Regions from separate parts of the Oryctolagus cuniculus genome. Here region 2 is linked to region 1. Evidence: chromatin contacts called from public Hi-C data. All regions are on one chromosome and are shown on one strand. The core of a region is the stretch at or near the end of the contact, and the rest is flanking DNA. Distances in the headings are between cores, read along the strand shown.

Region 1 (5,679 bases), core at 2,970-5,469:
TTTCAAAAGTTCTCCAAAGTTTTATAGTCTTTTAGATTTGATATTAAAGGTGTTTTGGCAGAAACAAAAACCATGAATTAATCCTGTGAAGGACATTAATCTCAGATTGTTAGAATCACTACCTCTTAGCATCAGCCCCTTTGTCCCTCGAGCCTATAAAGAAACCCATTTTTCCATCTGCTGTTTGTGCCATCTTGGTCCTGTACACAGTGACGTCCACCTCCACTTAGTTGTTTTTTTTTTTTTCTTTTTTGCCAATGATGCAAGTAAAGCTTAGTTGCACAATGAAAAAGACTGTATTGTTCAAAAAAAAAAAATCTTTCAGAGGCCAAAACATTACAAATGACTTTGGAGAAGGTGTAGCAAAGAATCGTAAAACTGACCTGGAAAATGTGGTCAAAGAAAGATGGAGAATTTGTGCAGGCACTCCTCTGCGATCAAGATGCACAGAGCCTGCAGTACGGGAGTGACCTCAGCACATGCGATCCCAGTTGCAGTCAACAGAATCCATTTCTAGGTAGTTCAGCATAAAAGGAGTTTATTTAAAAATCATTTAGGACGCTCAAGCAGACTAGGAAAATCAGTTTGGAAGCTATGCAGTGAGGAATGCCATCCAAACTATATGACACGATGGCTATCTCTAGGACTCACTGCAGCCCCTGCTCGGCACCCACACCACAGCTTGTACCATTCGTGTGGGCCCTGAACGCTGTCCTCGGCCCCTGCTGCTCTGACACCGGGGCATCTGCTACCGCCCTCCAAGAAGTTGGCTTCCGCCATGCCTGCTTCCTCCCATAGCTCATGTCTCAATCAGACAATCATATGTGCATTCTACCTATAACAGAGATCGGGAAAGCTACTGTTCTGGTTTCTGCCTTGGAGAGCTGAGATTTAAAAGGAAGAAAACGTCCCAAACATTAGGAAAGTGTTCAAAAGGCCCTGGGTGCCCTGAAAATATGGTAATTACCACCCATCCTCACTCCATATTTAAGCTTTCTCCAAGCAACCAACATTCCCATGGGATATAATGAAGTTATCCTTTGAAAGAACAAAAACCTGTCCTTCCACTCTCCTTGTGACAAAGGCGACATGTCTATTTAGAAACATGACTTCTGAGTGGTTCCCATTCTTCTTCTATTTCCATTTGACCTGCAATTTATGGATTAAGTTGAGGGTGTGAAACGCTAAAAGTGGGAGGGAGTTGAAAGGCATCTTACTCTTGGCCAATGAGGGATGGGAACTTCTAGATCCTCTCTTATTTTATGTATTTATTTGAGAGGCAGATTTACAGACAGTGAGAGGGAGAGACATTCCATCTGCTGGTTCACTCCCCAAATGTCCGCAACAGCCAAAGCTGGGCTGATCTGAAGCCAGGAGACAGGAGCTTCTTCCAGGTCTCCCAGGCAGGTGCAGGGGCCCAAGTGCCTAGACCATCTTCTACTGCTTTCCTAGGCCACAGCAGAGAGCTGGATTGGAAGAGGAGCAGGCGGGACTAGAACCAGTGCCCATATGGGATGCCAGCACTGCAGGTGGAGGATTAACCTACTGTGCCACAGTGCTGGCCCTGGATGCTCTTTTTTACTCCTTCACTGGACACCTGTGGGTGCCTTCTGCACAGCTTTTACAGAGAAGCCCTGCAGGGTGGGATCCCAGCTGCTCACCCTGGTGATCAGCTCAACAATGCATCCTTGGCTTACCTCTCCCTCTTCCCCTCTTTCACCTCTTCCAGTCTCCCCACTGCCCCACATAAATGACCAGCATGGAAATCTTTATCTCAGTTCTGGTTTTGGTGGAAACCTAGATTGACAGCACAGTTAACTCCCCATGTGCTTCAAGAATCCTAAATAACCAGGCAAGAGTCTTACCTCCTAATCAATGTGTTCATTGTGGTTTCTGCTGACAGAAGAAATCCTCTCGGGAGCTATTTGGTAGGAGTAGGGGTTCATGAAAGACCCTGTTGCTCACCGTGGAGTGCATGAATAAGTGGCTAGGGATTTGGAAGCACCCCTTTTCCTAGGAAGAGGGGCTGTGTTCAAGTCCAGATACCAACAGAACACGTAGCTGTCTTTGGCTTGTCCCCTATCCCTGAAAGGTCCTTAGGTACCTTTATTTCCCAGGCACAGCAAAACTCACTCTCCAGAAAATCCCTGTAAAGAGTGGGTAAACTAAACCCAGCCTGCCTGGCACCCAGAAGTGTATTTCCCCCACTGAAAAGGCCCGTTTATCATGGTAGCTCACTGGCTGGGGGTGCCAGTGCCGGTGGTGATGGTGGCACTGGTGTGGTTACTTGTCGTGGTTTAACAGATCTTTCCATGAGATGATGGGGAGCCCATGGGAAGCTGTGGAACAGGTTCTGCCCCTTCCTGCAATAGTGCAGCCACAGCACTGAGGGCCCACACCTGGAGCAAGAGGCATTGAGACCTCTACAGGAGGGAGTCCAGGTGCTCCAGTGACAAGATGCAAACATTTTAATAGGGTATTTAAGTGTGGTATGTAACTGGTACCATTCTCGCTTTAGCTCTCAGTCTGTATTCTGACTATATGAGAAACAGCACCATCTGTTGGTCACTGGCTCAAAGCACACACAGCTAGGCCACCCCCTCACCCTCTCCAGGAGTCACTTCCCTGCTGGCTTCCTGCCTACCATAGGTCTTCTCTTTCAGGCGATGGGTTATGTGGAAGACGAGAAAGGCCATGAGCCTCGGTCTGCTTTGTTCACTCATGCGGCTCTTTGGTGGCTGCAAATAAGTAACAGGGAATAAGGCCACTTGGTTAGTGCTGGCATGGAAAATCCAGAATCAGGATAAATGGTTATTCCCTGAGGACAGCTGACCGCCCTCTCCACAAGGGAGGGGTCTCAGGGCAATCCTGCATCCTGTCTGCAGTGTCATAGCGAATCTCAGCGTTGGTCACCGTTGCTGCAAAAGAATCAGCCGTGGCAGTGCCATGGCAGCCTTGACCGTGAGGGTGGCTGGGAAGCAGACTGGCCTCTCCCGGGCACCCACATACCTAGAGCTGCTCCACAGTGGGGCCTCTAGGGACCACTCCAGTGGGACACAAGTATCCCGTATGTTTGGGCCTGTTCTGAGAGGCCTCTCTCCTCTTCTCCAGAACTTCTTTCCTGTCCCTGACCACCCATCCAGACAGACAGCACCATGGCCACCTCCCCTCTAGGCAGAGGTACAGTGCGGATTACTCCAAGTTCCACCGCCTGGGAGGCATCCCTTTCCCCACTGTCCTCGCCCGGAGTGCGGCTGCAATGCCAGTGCAGTTAAACCTCAGCACGTGCCAGCGAAACCTGCAGTCATCTGTCAGCCAGATGTGGCCATCTTCCTCCTTGGTGACCTGCTCACTGGAACTCGCAGTGAGACCAGAGTGGTTGGGCGGAGGGGGGAGAGCCTGGGGCTCATTGCAAGGCTCAGGCACTGAGTGCACCTGCAGCTCAGGGATGGTCAGCTCAATGCTTGCAGATACAGCTTCCCCCTGACGGGGGCATGCTGCTGGGCCAGGCCGTGGAACCCTTGGTGTCATGGATCAGATCACTCCCAGTGGTTAGATCACATGATCACCTAATGTCCTGTAGCCAGGGCCTCTGTAGCAAGCCAGAAGTTATTTTCCAAAAAGAAAATAATTTCTTGCCAAGAGAGCGTGGCGTTGCTCCAGAAGCTAAGAGGTTGCAGCTGTGCTTCCCCGGTGGAGACTGGCTGCAGGCTCCACGCAGCATCCAGGTTTGCCACAGACACCCCGGGCACCCTTAGATCCCCTGGGTCATAAGGGCATTGATGCAGGGCACCTTGTCGTGGGCGCTGGACCGGCTGCAGACCTCTCCCTTCTTCGGACCTCCATTAACAATGATTACAGAAGCAAATCCGAGGGTGACACTGGCTGCTGCTTCAGATGCCGGAGTTCCCTCAAACATCTGTGCCAATTTGATTGGTGGGACTAACATCTGCAGCTCCTGCAAAGATAGAGTACTTCAGGGGGAAGAGAGAGCCTATGGAATATGACCTTGTTCCTTCCAATATTCGACACGCTTCCTGCATGGGTCAGAAAGCCACGCGGGGACTCTGCAGTTCCTGGGGGTAGCTACTCCAACTATAGACTCAGGAACTGGGTAAACCAGCGCGTAGGTTTTTCACTGAGAAAATTGGAGCGGTAAGGAGAGAACTTCCACAGTCTACCACCACCACACCGCCTACCTTCCAGCACCTGCTCCCACTCCCAGTCTGTTCTACAAGGCAGCTTTCCGTCATGGGCAGTAACTCAAGGAGAGGGATGATGTCTCTATCATATGGAAATTGGGTTGGTTCCTGAGTGACTTTTCCTCCTCAGCATGTTAATGTTTTGTGTCACAGCCGAATGCAAAGGGCGCCCGTGGAAGGAGCTGAATGTGCGAGCTGCAGAACGACGTACTTGACCTGATGTCCAGCCCTGCATGCTCCTCTCGGCTCTGCTTGCCCACAGCTTCTGCCTTGCAAGTGCTTATTGCAAAACTCAGCCTCTTCCACCCTCTTGTGCCCAGTTCTGTCGCAACGCTGATGTCCTGTCCTTAGAAAGGCAAAGTCCTCTGTTTACTGTTGTAGATGACTATGACCAGGAATATAACATAGCCTTCTTAACTGTGCTCATTTTTTTAAAAAATTAAGATTGATGTTTCTCTTAGTGCTCAGGTTGCAAAGCTGCATAGGTCTGGAATGGTCTGTCCCGACCCTACTTTTTCATAAATTTTGTTATTTTCAGTGCATGAAATGAGAATGAAAAATATTTTAGGAATATAATTATATTATTGCATAAATGCCTAGATGCCTCCTCCCTATCACTAATCGTGGATAAATTCTTTATGCTCTCACTACAGCCAATTCCTCCACTTGTGGACTGCATTCCACTCTTACCCAAGGACATTGTTCCCACATTTATCCTTTTTTTCTCCACTTCTTCAATGTTTCATCCCTTCTGGAAGATTCCCTCCAATAAGAAAACAAATTCTCTTGATTCCACAACACTAACAACTTACTACTTCCATTTCTCTGCTCCCCTTCTGCACGGTCTTGCTGAAAGTGTTACCCATGCCCACGACCACCAGCTGTTTTCCTATTTTCTTGTATAAGATCCCTGCGATCTGGATTTGCTCCCTCTTCACTCCGCCTAAAGTCCCATTAACAAGGCTACTATGGCTGCCTCACTGCTAAATCCAGTGGTCAGTTTCCAGTCCTTGTCTTCCGTCGAGGCTTAGCTACATTTATAGGGCTCACCGCTCTCCTCTCCATCCCCTATGTTCACAGGCCTCCCAGGCAGCCACACTGTTGGCTTTCTTCCTATCTCACTGGTTGCTCCAGCTCTGTGTCTTTTGTGAATTCCCTCTTCTCCCCATTTCTCAGTGTTGTTGGAATCAAGGCCTCAGCCCTTGTCGTCTTCTTTACTCCACATTCACTCCTTAGGTGGTCTCATCCTGCATGAATACCTGCCCCCTGAATACTGACAATCCCGAAGACAAATCTCCAGAGCCGACCTTTTTCTCAAACTGTAGACTCACAGATTCAATTGCATACTTGACATCTCCACTTTATGCTTAATGCACATTTCAAAATTAGCAAGTCTAAAACTGTCTAGCAAGCAAATCTTGCTATTTTGGTCTGTCTCGATTAGACAAGTCTGTATTAGGCTGTCTAGACTAGCAAG
Region 2 (6,592 bases), core at 2,833-5,332, 250 kb before region 1:
AGGCTGAGAGTGTCTGATATGGGCATAACATAGGAAATCAGGCAAGTAGCCGTTCCCTCATGCTCCTCACTTCCAAAAATATCTTTCTCACACAGTCTCTATTGTTTTGCCCAGCACAGTTCGGTCTTAGTTTGCCTTATAAGGTGGTTTCAGGGTTTCAGGCTCTTGCCATAGGAAATTTTTCCTGCTGTTCTGCCTGAGTTGCCTTCTGCTTCATTTTAGTTCATTATGTCTGTAAAGACCGGGAGGGTTGTTGGGGCAAAAGGCCCAATCATCGTGGGAAGAATGAATCATTTTAAGAACTGTAGATGGGCTGGAAGGCAAAGGCAGCTACGGGGCAGGAAGTTGGGGGTGGATGGGTTATTGAGAACAGCATCAAAACAGTCTGTCTTCCCTCTCTGTGACTCCCACTAGGGGGTGCCCAGAATCCCAGAATAGTAACTAATATCAGGAAGCTGAGGTTTCATGGGGCATTTCTTGATAAAAGGACACTGGCTGACCCATGTTTCCTGTAATCTTGTATCCTTGCCCTGAGTAGCTTGGGCATGTGTGTGTTCAAATTAGCAAGTGCACAAATGCCTCTCAAGCATTTGAGAATTCTCAAATCCATGAAAACTCAAATCTTCTAGGACTGACTGATTTTCAGTTCAGTAACTAGAAACACTATGGGCCAGAAAGTACCCCTGGGCCTAGGAGTGGTGGCAGCATACTGTTTTATCCCTGGGGATAAGGAGTGAGCACAGCTGAGGGATTGATCAGCGAAGTCCAAAGGTGAGGTGAGACCTTGAAGTAGGGTGGAAGACAGGTGTGGGAATAAGGTCAGGGAGAGGGGAGAGATCCCAGCACAACCAGGTTTCAGAATGAACACAGCAAAGTTTTCAGCTATGAGTGGTTTTGTGGAAAGAGCTTGGAACTTGGATCCTGACAGCCAGGAGTTCAAATTTTATTTCGAGCACTCAATAATCAGGTGACCTTGGGAACTTGGGCAAGTTATTCAGCGGGTTTGATCCTCAGTTCCTCCATCTTCAAAATGGGAGTCTTGAGAGTAAGGTTAATTGAGAATTTAAGAAAAGTATATGAAGCACTAACTAAATCTATCATTCTCCTTTTCTCTGTCTCCTAACTGGAGATGGCTGAAGGCAAAGAAAGGTGTTCCTGCTGCTGTGGTTCAGAGGATCTCCCTTAACCCTGAGAGTTTTCTGCACTGAAGGATTTTGGGGTATGTGCAGGGCATGCCTGGAGAGTCCTGGTGGCCTAGCCCTCCTTACTTCGTAGGTCTTTGGGCCATAATTTAGAGTCTGGCTAGCCACTGGAGTGGCCTTCAGTCTCAGGGACTCTTGCCCAAGGTCCCACAGAGTGCCAAAGCCTGGCCTTGGTTCCAGGTGCAGTGCTGAGCTGTATTACCAGTTCAACCATGCTGATATAACAGTGACTTCATTCCTTACAGCAGTTTTCCTCAGTATATGTGACATAGACCACCTGTACCAGCATCTGCAGGTGGACTTGATAAAAAATACAAATTCCTGGCCCCTGCCAGACTCTAACATTTCAAAGCAATGATTTTCAAATTTACAGTCCCGGGTTACACTTGGACATGGAATGGAATGGTTTAATCTACCAGACTGCCCTTTTGTGAGGGAAGGAAGGGGCTCATGCATAGACCTTGAAAATTATCCTCTACAGGTGTTCCTGACCCTACTATTTCTAGAGCCACCTTTAGTTTAACTAATCACAATCTTTTGCTAGAACATTCTAAATGTTTCCAGGAACCAGGGCTGTGAAGGTCACAGGATGCCCTTTTCTGGAAGCATCTGATGAGTTAGTGTGGGAGGGCCAGCACTGTGGCATAGCAGATAAAGCTGCTGCCTACAGTGTCAGCATCCCATATGGGCGCCGGTTTGCATCCTGGCTGCTCCACTTCCAATCCAGCTCTCTCTTATGGCCTGGGAAAGCAGTGATAGATGGCTCAAGTCCTTGGGCCCCTGCACCTGCATGGGAAGACCCAGAGGAAGCTCCTGGCTTCGAATCGGCGAAGCTCCAGCTGTTGTGGCCAATTAAGAAGACCTCTCCTTCTCTATTTGTGTAATTCAAATAAATAAATAAAACTTAAAAAAGAGAGATAGTGTGTTTGGGAAAGATCAGCTAGAGTGATTCCTGAGCCACAGTGCTAATCCAAGGCAGCTGCCCCTCTCTGCCAGCCTCCAGTGGTGGTGGATCTACAGCCTTGGGCAGAGTCCGTTGAAACTGATGAGAGGAAGCTTTCGTCCTTCCTTTTGGGAGCCAGGGGATACCAGGAGAAAGGCTAGTCATCAATTGTGACTTCCTGTGTCTTGGCTGGTACAGTTGCTGCTGTGTTAGTTATGTTTACACTGAGGGCTGGGCCAAAAGTTGCCCCTTACTCTATGAACTCTGACATCCTGGACTTGAGAGAAAGACTCAGGCAATATGAATAGGCCCCACAACGTTCTTCCCGACACGACAAGGGCTGTTTGAGCTGGCTTTTCAGGAGGCTCTTATAATGATAGATCACAATCTAGAGAGAAAACTGCAGAGAACTGATGGGGCAGCAAGCATAGCATTTATGTGTGTGTGTGTGTGTGTGTGTGTGTGTGTAAGATTTATTTTTTTATTTGAAAGGTAGAGCTATAGAGAGAAAGGAGAGAGACAGAAAGATCTTACATCTGCTGGTTCACTCTTGAAATAGCCAGAATGGCCAGGGCTGGGCCGGGCCCAAATCAGGAACTTCTTCTAATTCTCCAATATGGGTGGCAGAGCCAAAGAACTTGGGCCATCTTCAGTTGCTTTTTCCAGACCATTAGCAGGGAGCTGGGTCAGAAGTGGTGCAGCTGGGACTTGAACTGGCACTCTGATATGTGGTGCAGCATTGCAAGCATCAGCTTAACTCTTTGTGCCACAACAACGGCCCCTCAGCATTTGATTTTAATTGGCTCCTGCAGCTCTCAGGGAAAGAGGGTCCTCCTTGGCTTCTGAGGGTCTCTGCACTGCAGAACTGTAGTGAGCATGCAGGGCATGCTAGGGGCTGCAGAAAGATCTCACAATGAGGATTTGTGTCAGCTTCAAAAGGCCCAAAATAAACCTAAAAATGCTCCTAGGTAGCCAGTTATTGCTATTTAAAATCCCTGTTGGAACAAAGTGGGAAATAAATACCAGCAAAATATGACCAAGCAGGCCATTGCTGCATAGTATATGTCACAGTTCTGTGTAGCTGACGGGCCTGCTGGCCCATTCCTGGAGATGGGGGCCGCAAGGCCATGTAGGTCCAGAGCTGCCCTTAGCCTCCTGCCTGCAAGGTGGCCTGCCTCCCTGAAGGGGGTGCTGGTGGGAAAGAGCCTCCCTTGATAAACCATCGTTCTTGTTCCTCCCAATCAATTCTTTGCCTTTCTGTTTTCTGGGAATAAGAGGATTCATCCGACTCAACTGGAGATGGCTCCCTTCCCTAATTTATTGTTCCATTTCTGAGGCTGCCCCCTAACCGGGCTCAGTTTAAGCAAACAGGGGTGTGGGAATAGGCAACACTGCCAAGACCGAAGTCCACAGCCACAGAGCTACCCCTCCACCTGCCGGAAGCAGAGACACACCCCAACCTCTTTCTTGTCATTCACCCAGTTTTGCTGAACCTGGAAAGGAAATAAATTCCAAAGGCAGGAAATGACCCAGAGACTATAACAATATGTGAAAAACTAAGCCAGTGCTTCCGCCACTTTGTTTCAAACTCCTCTAATCAGAGTCCCAGGAAGCCTAACCCATGGCCAGATGGAGCTCTGTTTTCAGACGCCTCTTGGCATCTGCCACTCCCGGCTGGTGACATTTGCACGTTTCAGTTGGCAAACCTGTCCCAGCATCCTCAAACTTCCGGAGAGGTATAGCCCCAGGAAAGTCCTCGGCTCTCCTGCTGACAGCATCAGCCATCTGATCTGCCTCATCTGTAGCAGAGCTGCTGCTGGACGCCAGCCTAGAACACTATCATGCCGATCTGTTCTCGAAGTTTTGCAGCATCTGAAATCAAAATGCCCAGTGTTGCCAGAAAAGGCTGGCTCCTTTGCCTGCTTCATAATCCCTCTCACCAGGCTTTCGGAAAGAAACCCGATGAGTCAGGAAGGCAGAAACCTTGTCTAGGGGAGGTGTGGGGGTGGGCTGGTCTCTCATTGCTTGTGAAAATTCCCTCCTGTTTTGCAATGCAAGGAACATTTAGGAATCTGGTTCGGCTTCTTTTGTTTTGTCGTCCCCTGTCAGCTCTCAGTTGGAGAGACCCTTAATTTACCACTCCTGAAATTAGCTCAACAAAAGCAAAGAAGCACAAAAACTTCACTTGTATCCCCAGGAACAGATAAAGAGAAGACCTCCACCCCTATTCCCAGAAGGAACCATCACTCGACTGCTTTGTTCTGGCCTAGGGACTTGCCTTTTCCTGGGCTTTTAATTTTTACTGAACACCATCTATCATATCAGCCTTCCCCGCTGAGGGCTGTGTGCCAGTGGAGTCTAAATACAGTGAGGTGCTTTCTGGGATACCTTCTCCAAACAGGTATCCAGCTAATCCCCTGCAGGTAATTGGAACATAGCTATTGTTGAATGAATAATGTACCTAACTCTTGCAACACTTTCAAAATGCTAAACAGATTAAAGCACAAAAATCTAGTGTATTTGTTGACATCAGATTTCTAGCAAAGCCCCAGCGAGCCAGAGGAGAGAGGTTCATCATCAGCCTGGTTGGAAAGGGGACCAGTGGGGAGGGCACTGCCCTGCTGCAATCAGACGTCCAATACCTGTCCTCGAGCGCATGAAGCCACAGCGTTTCTTGTGAGGAATAATCAATCTTACAGGAGACAGAAGAGCTCGCTCTCCTGCCCCCCTCCTTCTTTCTACTGCCTAGGAAGAATGAACCAGGAAAAATCTAGAAACAGGAACAGAAGGCAGTCATCTCTCCAACTATTCATACCAGCCAAACTGGTGTCAGAGTCACTTATACAATCCAAAGGAATTATGACTACAATTACAGGAATTTAGAGTGAGTGAAATAAATATAATTGTTTAGAAAAATCAGAATTTGATTAAGATGTGATTGAAATAGTTATCAATTAGTGAGAAAAGTACCAAATTATACCTAATTTTTATATTGCCTTCAGCCTCAATCTTCATATTCATTTAAAAATAATACAGTTAGGAATTGTATTCTTACCTAAATATATAACAGAGCAGAAGATTTTGTTATGCTCTCTTAGGCATGTATCTGAAAAGCATGGCCATTGGGGGACACCTAGTTTTCTACTGTGTTCACCGCAGAGGAAGAAGCAGAACACGAAGGGACTTTACAGTGTTTTGAGCTCTAGCAGTGGAAGGACAGAGTCAAAACATGACAGTAAATGCTGTATTCTGTTTAACCTCAGGTTTCACTGATGTAGTTATTAGACACTTAAAGTAGATGCTTGTGTTTTGCAAATGACAGAACTGAAGTAAAAATGGAAAATAATAGAGCCAGGGTTCCCATACTATGTGCAAGGAGACCAGGACACCACAACAAACTCTTGGGGGTGCTATGCACATTTTAAAGGTCCCAGGAAACACAGTGACACTTGGTCTCTGTTGGATACGGAGTAAACTACTAGCTCAGGGTGGTTCACAGTTTCAACATTAGATTGTGCTAAATTTGTTTCAAAGGTGGTTTATCTTTGGGAAGCTGAGTTTTTTTTTTTTTAACTTTTATTTAACAAATATAAATTTCCAAATACAGCTTATGGATTACAGTGCCCCCCCCATAACTTCCCTCCCACCTGCAACCCTTCCTTCTCCCGCTCCCTCTCCCATTCCATTCACATCAAGATTCATTTTCAATCATCTTTATATACAGAAGATCAATTTAGTATATATTAAGTAAAGATTTCAACAGTTTGCACCCACACAGAAACACAAAGTGTAAAGTACCGTTTGAGTAGTAGTTATAGCACTAATTCACATTGTACAACACATTAAGGACAGAGATCCTATATGAGGAGTAAGTGCACAGTGACTCCTGTTGTTGACTTAACAAATTGACACTCTTGTTTATGGCATCAGTAATCACCCTAGCTCTTGTCATGAGTTGCCAAGGCTATGGAAGCCTTTTGAATTCGCTGACTCTAAACAAGGTCATAGTCCAAGTGGAAGTTCTCTCCTCCCTTCAGAGAAACGTACCTCCTTCTTTGATGGCCCGTTCTTTTCACTGGGATCTCACTCGCAGAGATCTTTCATATATATATATATATATATATATATATATATATAAATTTTTTTTTTGCCAGAGTGTCTTGGTTTTCCATGCCTAAAATACTCTCATGGGATCTTCAGTCAGATCTCAATGCCTTAAGGGCTGCTTCTGAGGCCAGAGTGCTGTTTACGACATCTGCCATTCTATGAGTCTGCTGTGTGACCCGGGGAAGCTGAGTTTTTGCAGTTGTTGTTAAACAGTGCAAGTACCAAGAGAAAATCAGAGTGAAATAAGAGGTCAAGGTGCTGGTGTCTGAATGGGTTCCAAGATTTGAAGAGATGTTTGGTATTCAATTGGCATATACACTTTTATAAGTGACTGTGATTA

Evidence for each region. A called contact is a pair of places that touch in the nucleus more often than the background predicts.
Region 2: a Hi-C map of an unstated tissue shows a contact between it and region 1, with 2.3 times the contacts expected there. The contact joins two enhancer-like sites. A contact is called at or near these places in 2 of 6 Hi-C or Micro-C datasets (ear pinna and an unstated tissue).

Annotation. Positions count from the first base shown.
Region 1 is chr2:163,062,106-163,067,784 of mOryCun1.1, reverse strand. No RefSeq gene overlaps it. Among named protein-coding and RNA genes, the nearest start is that of THUMPD2, 43 kb to the right of the region's middle. Within about 2 kb of position 4,219, at least 2 of the 8 cell types and tissues checked have an H3K27ac peak or open chromatin away from gene starts, as enhancers often do.
Region 2 is chr2:163,308,966-163,315,557 of mOryCun1.1, reverse strand. The region is part of intron 5 of LOC103347699 (a long non-coding RNA gene); the gene reads left to right. Among named protein-coding and RNA genes, the nearest start is that of MAP4K3, 99 kb to the left of the region's middle. Within about 2 kb of position 4,082, at least 3 of the 8 cell types and tissues checked have an H3K27ac peak or open chromatin away from gene starts, as enhancers often do.